Regions from separate parts of the Mus musculus genome. Here region 2 is linked to region 1. Evidence: chromatin contacts called from public HiChIP or PLAC-seq data. All regions are on one chromosome and are shown on one strand. The core of a region is the stretch at or near the end of the contact, and the rest is flanking DNA. Distances in the headings are between cores, read along the strand shown. Region 1 holds the start of Tmem201 (transmembrane protein 201). Region 2 overlaps Gm13067 (a long non-coding RNA gene).

What was found. HiChIP or PLAC-seq counts read pairs in DNA pulled down with a chosen protein or histone mark.
Region 2: a contact with region 1 is called in an H3K4me3 HiChIP or PLAC-seq map of craniofacial prominence, with 3 times the contacts expected there. The contact joins the enhancer-like site here to the promoter of Tmem201 in region 1. A contact is called at or near these places in 3 of 39 promoter capture datasets (embryonic stem cells, frontonasal cranial neural crest and hippocampal neurons), 1 of 15 datasets of contacts at CTCF or cohesin (large pre-B cells), 1 of 484 Hi-C or Micro-C datasets (nephron progenitors), 12 of 115 datasets of contacts at active chromatin or transcription factors (craniofacial prominence, embryonic hindbrain, embryonic stem cells and 7 more) and 1 of 9 other capture datasets (embryonic stem cells).

What each region holds. Positions count from the first base shown.
Region 1 is chr4:149,736,692-149,740,173 of GRCm38.p6, reverse strand. Tmem201 (transmembrane protein 201) reads left to right here and starts at 2,106. Exons shown (of 11, transcript NM_001284270.1): 1 at 2,106-2,339. The coding sequence starts at 2,227.
Region 2 is chr4:150,046,741-150,050,333 of GRCm38.p6, reverse strand. Gm13067 (a long non-coding RNA gene) reads right to left here. Exons shown (of 7, transcript XR_390962.2): 6 at 1,069-2,655. Among named protein-coding and RNA genes, the nearest start is that of Gm13067, 19 kb to the right of the region's middle. Within about 2 kb of position 1,448, at least 185 of the 459 cell types and tissues checked have an H3K27ac peak or open chromatin away from gene starts, as enhancers often do. A contact at or near this core is called in craniofacial prominence, embryonic stem cells, extraembryonic endoderm stem cells and 3 more, where this site is marked.

The DNA.
Region 1 (3,482 bases), core at 857-3,356:
GTCCCCTGCAAGACAACCCCAGTGACTAACGACTAGGCCTTGCCTCTTAAGTTTTTACCACTTGGGGCTAGAAAAATGGCTCATATGTTAAGAACACTGGCTTTCCTTCTAGAGGATATGGGTTCAAGTTCTGAACCCCACAAGATGACTGAGAACCATCAGCCTCCAGTTCTAGGGCGGACCCAATAACTTCTCTGGCTTCAGTAGGTACCAGGCATCATAAAAGGTGAGATTTTCTGTTTTGGTGGTTTTGTGTTATTTAGTTTTAAAGTTTCTACCTGTGTCACCTTCCAGGAACTTCGCCAGCTGGACACCAAAACCTAAACACATGGGACTTGGATGAGTTCTGAGTCTGAAATCTGGATCTGAAATCATTTTTCCTTCCCTTTGCCTAAGACTTAGAGATGCCAATAGTCATGCGGTGCCTAAGATGGTGTGAGTGATGTTCAGGAAGCTCTTAGACAACAGCTATCTGCTGGAGACCTTTCCTGGAACTCAAGGCATCCGATCCAGAAAGTGAATGATGTGTGGGCGTGGCCATGCATTGTGTGAGCCAGTGCACTCTAGGCACACTCAGAGCTAATAGAAAGCAAAAGGAGGATGGGAAAGGTCTTGTCTCTGATGTACAAGCGACACCTTCCAGGCTTTTACATTGATTCCCTGCACACAACCTGCTCCTTCCTTCCTGACTGGTGACATGTGGACAGGTGAGCTGCCAACAAAAGCGAGAGATTATTACAGTGACCCTCAAGCCATCATTGCCCACAGAGAACTTGATCTTAAAGACACTCATAGGGGCTGATGAGATGGCTCAGCAGGTAAGAACACCCGACTGCTCTTCCTGAAGGTCCTGAGTTCAAATCCCAGCAACCACATGGTGGCTCACAACTATCCGTAATGAGATTTGATGCCCTCTTCTGGAGTGTCTGAAGACAGCTACAGTGTACTTACATATAATAAATAAATAAATCTTTAAAAAAAAAGAGACACTCATAAAATTGTGTGTGTGTGTGTTGGTGGGGTATTCTACAGAAACATAGTATGTAATTAGAGATAAACTTTTTTTAGATTTTTGTTTTTGTTTTGTTTTTGTTTTGTTTTTCAAAACACGGTTTTTCTGTGTATCAGAGTCCTGTCTGTCCTGGAACTTGCTCTGTAGACCAGGGTGGCCTTGAACTTACAGAGATCTGCCTTCCTCTGCCTCCCAAGTACTGAGATTAAAGGTGTGCACCACCATGCCCCATAATTTTTTGACCTTTTTTTTTTTAAAGAAATCAAAGGCTTGTGCCACAACATCTGCCCAACCTGGTATAAATATTTCTTGCTAGAGATGTTTTGTTTTATTTTGTTTTGTTTTAGGACAGGACCTACCTACTAGCCCATGGATTGCCTGATGACCTGGAACTCACTGTGTAGTCCAAGCTGACCTCAAATTTACAAAAATCCGCCTACCTCCACAGGGATTAAAGGCGTGCATCACCAAGCCTCAGTGAGTTTTTCTTGATCCCTAATTTAGCTCACGTAAATGCTGAAGCACGCCTGTAAGTGGCTCTTCCCTCCATCTCACTCCCCGAGGTAATCTATTTGAAGTGCACAGACTTCATCAAACTTGGCAACTATGAAAATCATCTACATTCGACTAAAGAAAAAAAAAAGGATAATCCCTTCAGGACCAATCCCCCCCCACACACACACACACCTTAGCCATTCACTCTAATGGCTGCATTATGTTCCGAAACATGCTATCCTGTGATTATTTAACCTCGTTTCCGTCTTTGGACGTTTGTGTTTGTGCAAGCTAATTTTCAACCACTGTGGCGTCTGAAGCGGCACAGACCGACTTTAGCCCAACGCCAGGAAAGCAGGACTAAGTGGAGAAAGCATTGGCAAGGATTAGCGTTAAGGTAGCAGCACTAGGACCTGCAAATGCATGCGTGCGCAGGCTGCAGGCGCAGGCGGGACTCCTTCCAGCTCTAGAGAGTGGCTTTGCAACTGTGGACGCTGGGGGGCGCGTCCGAGCCAGTGCCGAGGGCTTCCGTAGGCGCCCCGCCCACTCAGGCTCGCCCCGCGCCGCGATTGGCTGCGCGGCGGGAGCGCGCCGAGTCAAGGGGCGGGCTCGCGCCGGCTACAAAGCGGCGAAGGTCACGGCGCGAGCTGGAGCGCGCGGGCCGCTGGGAGTCTCTTTTGCGGCCCGCGCCCCTTGCCCACCGACTCGGCCCGGAAGCCATGGAGGGAGTGAGCGCGCTGCTGGCTAGCTGCCCCACCGCCGGCCTGGCGGGCGGCCTCGGGGTCACGGCGTGCGCTGCCGCCGGCGTGGTGCTCTACCGGATTGCGCGGAGGTGAGTGCGCGCCCCGCTGCACGCGGCCCGGGCCGCCGCCCCGCCCCCGCGAGGCCACGGCGGAGTCCTAGGGGCGGACCAGGCCTGCTCGCGAATGCGGGACGCATTCTCCGCCACCGCCTTTGCCCTCACCCCCTAAAAGCCTCGTCGGGGAGCAGCCGCCGACCGTGGCTGGGGGAGGGGGCTGCTGCTTGCTCCTCCCTTCGAGGCCCGTGCTCCTGGCTGGACTGCCCTGCTGGGCCTCTGCCGCCCATCGGTTAGGAGGATGAGAGCTGGCGCTTGATGGTCTGTATGCGATAGCAATAACATTCCTCGCGTAAGCTTTCCCCCGGAGAAGCCTTGGAGCTGAGTACTTAGAAGGCACGTGTGAGCAGTAGCAGCCTGAGGCAGGAGCCTGCGCTCCACACATTTAAGGAACTTGTCCACTCAGAGGTGTACGCTGTACTCCTTGGACACATGTCACGGATGGGCTTTGGGATCAATACCCTGGCCTGTCATGGCTCAGAGACCACGCAGACCCCAGTACTCCAAGCTTGCCGTGGTCAAACCCCAGAATGGAGTCGTTTCTCCAGCAGCGTGAAGGAATAGCTCACCTGATCACATTTCCCGAGGATAGGAACATACACGCATTCGTGGGAGCCTCTTTGGGACAGCCGGGGATGTGCAGTGCTCGGGACTTGACCCTAGTCGCTGGATGACAAGGAGCTATGGTTTGAACTGGCAATCAGGGTGATAGGTCGCCCTCCTTAACCCTGCATTTCTTCTGCAGGAGAGGGCAGGCAAAAGTTGTTAGAGGTAGGTGAGTCAGCGGCACCTAAGGAGGGGATGGATGTCAGCTGTGTTTGAAAGAGGGGGCCACATCCCGGGGGGCTGAGAGAGTGCCTGACTCTAGATCTCAACCCAAGCTTCCTGTCTTGTTCCCACCCAGTTTTTGGGAGTCAGAGGGACCGCTTAAGATCAGCCAACCCAAAGCAGTCCCTCGTTACCTGGGCCTAGGGGAGCCTGGGCAGTCTGTTCATGTGCCAAGCAGAGCTTGTCCCAAAAGCCAGGCATCTCCTGGCTGCCTCTGCCAGCTCAGGGCATTTGGCCAAAAGAGCAGAGTGGGACTTGTTGTGGCCAGGACTGGCTGCCTGTCACCCTTCC
Region 2 (3,593 bases), core at 199-2,698, 310 kb before region 1:
CCTCCCTCCAAGCAGCCAGAGAGAGCGAGCGAGCTTCCTCCATCTCACAAGGCTTCTGAGCATGGATGGCCCTGCAGGCTCTGCCTGCTCTGCTTTCTGAGTCCCAACTCACACCTCCTCTTTCTTGGTCACCTTTTCTCTTGGTTACTGACTGCGGCTCAAGCCTGCTTTCTGGCACCCTGGGCCTTCTTGCACTCTTTCTCTGAAATCTTCCACCCCTGCCACACAGCTGCTTGCCCACCTCCATTGCAAAAGGCATGGCTTTCTCTTCTTCTCTCCCGTGTCCTCTTCCCAGGGCCCTCGGCAACACGTGCTGCTTGCCTGACACGTTGTTTTCTCTCACATCCTAATAAACTTGTCCTTGAGCTGCCTTGGGGGGGGGGGGGGGGGGACGGGACGGGACTCGGACGGACCTGGGTTGGCCCCTGCTACACGGAGTACAATAAAGCTTTCAGGCTAGGCAGAGCCCCTGCCAGCAGGGGCACTCTCACCCACCCCGGGGGAAACCCCTCTGCTTCAACGTTAGAATAGGAATCTATGTGCAGGAGGCTGAGGCGGGAAATGCCTTGAGCTCAAGACTAGCTTGGGCTACACACTACATTGTCACACACACACACACACACACACACACACACACACACACACACACTTTCAGAACACAGCTTTAGTGACCCAAGCACTTTTTTTTCCTGCCTAATAAATTTCTCAGTACAAGTCTGGGTGGCAGGGTCAGTGCCCCCATTTATGGGTGGGAAAGAGGACCTGGGAGTCGTCAGCTTTAGCCCAACTCCCAGATTGGTGAGCACAGCCCAAAGGCGTCAGAGCCTTCTTCACGCCCAACAAAGATCAAAGAAGAAAAAAATCGGCCCAAGCAAAACTCCCCCAAAGGAACCCTTTCTCTCCAGAGATGATGATATCAAAGGACATTTTGTTACTTCTTGGAAATTCTTCGCCTTCCCAGGGCTGCACAACCCAGCAGTTCTCTGTAATTACCACTCAAGTACTCGGCCTAGTTCCCGACTCCTTCGCACACTTTCCCACAGACAAGCACACCGGCTCAGTGTTTACCTGGGCTCCACGGCGAGCAGGTGCGCAGACCCCGGGCCCCAGTAGCCCCCGGCCGTGGCTTCCAGGTTCTGGCAACGTCTCCCAAAGCCCCCAATCTGTGCAGTTACCGAGGGGAGCAGCCCTTCTCTGAACAAGTCCAGGCAAGCCCAGGCACAGCCCCTGCTCGATCCTCCTCCAGGCTGCCGGGATGGAAGCCGCGTCTTTCCAGCCAGGCTTCGCCGGAGTTGGAATCGCTTTAAATGGTCGGTATGGCCACATCTCTGTCACCTGGGAAGAAAAAGTGGGTCAAGGTGGGCGAAAGGCCGGGCGCGTGAGGGCGGTGCCAGCGAGCACTGCGGACGCCCGGGTCACGCTGGTCTATGCGTTGGCCAGGCGGGGAATAGGGAGGGGTAGGGGGAGGTGGCCGGACACCGTAAGGGCACCGAGCAGCCAGGCCGGGGTCCTATCGCGCAGGTTGCAGACATTGGGTCCCGCACCTCCGCCTCTGCTCTGCCCGGGTCCGCTCTTCCCCCAGCGAGAGCTCAGAGTTTGCGCAGCGTCCCTTGTCTCGCTCGCTGCCTAGTTTCAGGGCGCACCACCCTAAGGCTGATGCATGCACCCCGGGCCATCGCGATTCTTCCGGGTACCCCCTCGCCTCTCCGCAATGAGACCGAAACCTGAGTGGGCCTATAACAAGCAAATAGAAACCACAGGGACACGCAACACGCTACTCAGCCCGCAGGATAGCGCCCTAGGGAGAGGTCAGAAAAGTTCCACGTCCAGATCACTTAAATATGGAAGCGTCTTCTCTGAGCCATTGCCACCTCAGAGTGTTTCGGGTGTCCCTCGTAGCCCCAGGTTTTCATGCCAGGAACAAGCACCCTGCCGTGGCCCTGTGTCCTTTCTCCAACTCACCGTGTCTCCAAGTTGTGGCGCTGCGGGATTTTGTGTCGACCCAGCTCCGTAGGTCTTAAAACTCGGTGAGCCGGTCCCAGGAGTGAGGGAGACTTGCTGGGCGCATGGCGCTCTTGAGCCGGGAGCGCAGGGCAAGAGACCTCGAGTGGGGCAGGGCTTTTGTACAAACTTAGACTGAAGTACCGAGCAGAGAGCTGCAGGGAGGAGCCTGGGCAGCGAGCCAGGCACGCGCCTCCCATTTCTCACGCTTTCTTCTCTATCCAGGGCAGCCGGCACAGGACCCCCTTGTGGGTTAGTAGAGAGGCTCGGTGTGCACAGCCCTGAAGACCACCTTGCCCTGTGGGAAAGGGGACTCCACCTATGATTATGTCCCCTGCTAGTATGGATCTCCGGCTCAGCCAGGATGCTCCAGAGACAAACTGCCCTCGGCTCCATTGTGACACAGGCTCTATGTCTCCGTCCTGGGTGGTTAGTTATATGTCAGAAATCCCTTCATCAGCTGCAAACTCACACCCGTGCACGTCATCTCCAGTCCTCCACGCGCTTGGAATTCACACTTCAGCAGGGTCCCCGTGAGAGTGAGCGCCAAGCACAGCCGTGAGACTGAAGCGGTCCTGGGTCACCAGAGCAAAATTCTCTGCATCAAGAGGGAGAGACTCGATTCCTCCAACACGGAAGGGAAAGGGAGTTCTTCTGAGGAAGAGAGAGGCAAACACTGGCCCAGCATGCAAGGACCCTTGGGCAGTGGCCTCACCTCCCCGTTTTGCAGAAGGAAATGTCTGGGCATGAGCCTGTGCATTCTCTTTCCCCAGACTTGTAGTATCTGGGAGGTCTCAAGAGACCTAGAGTGAGCCCATGGCAGGCACAGATGAACAGCTCTACCAGGCAGGCCCAGCCATTGCAAGGTGGGTAGGAATTCCACACCATCACTCTCACTGCAAGAGCCCAATCTTTGAAGAGCTTCAGGGTCTCTGTAAAAGGAGGCTGGTGGGCTCTGGAGGCTGCCCTCAGTAAGGTCTTTCTTTCTTCCTTCCTTTTCTTTTCTTTTCTTTTCTTTTCTTTTCTTTTCTTTTCTTTTCTTTCTTTCTTTCTTTCTTTTTTTTTTTTTTTTTCGAGACAGGATTTCTCTGTATAGCCCTGGCTGTCCTGGAACTCATGCTGTAGACCAGGCTGGCTTTGAACTCAGAAATCCACCTGTCTCTGCCTCCCAAGTGCTAGGATTAAAGGCGTGCACCACCACTGTCAGGCTAAGGTGTTTGTTTCTTAAGATAGGGTTTCACTATGGAGCCCTGGCTGGCCTGGAACTCACTATGTAGACCAGATTGACAAAAAACACATAGAGAGCTGCCTGCCTCTGCCTCTGCCTCCTCTGCCTCTGCCTCTGCCTCTGCCTCTGCCTCTGCCTCTGCCTCTGCCTCTGCCTCTGCCTCTGCCTCTGCCTCTGCCTCTGCCTCTGCCTCTGCCTCTGCCTCTGCCTCTGCCTCTGCCTCTGCCTCTGCCTCTGCCTCTGCCTCTGCCTCTGCCTCTGCCTCTGCCTCTGCCTCCTAAGAAATGAGTTTAAAGAGGTGTGCTGCCACATACAGCTAGGGCAAGGTTTTGTGGACAGTCAAAGTGGGGTCCCCTTCTGACTC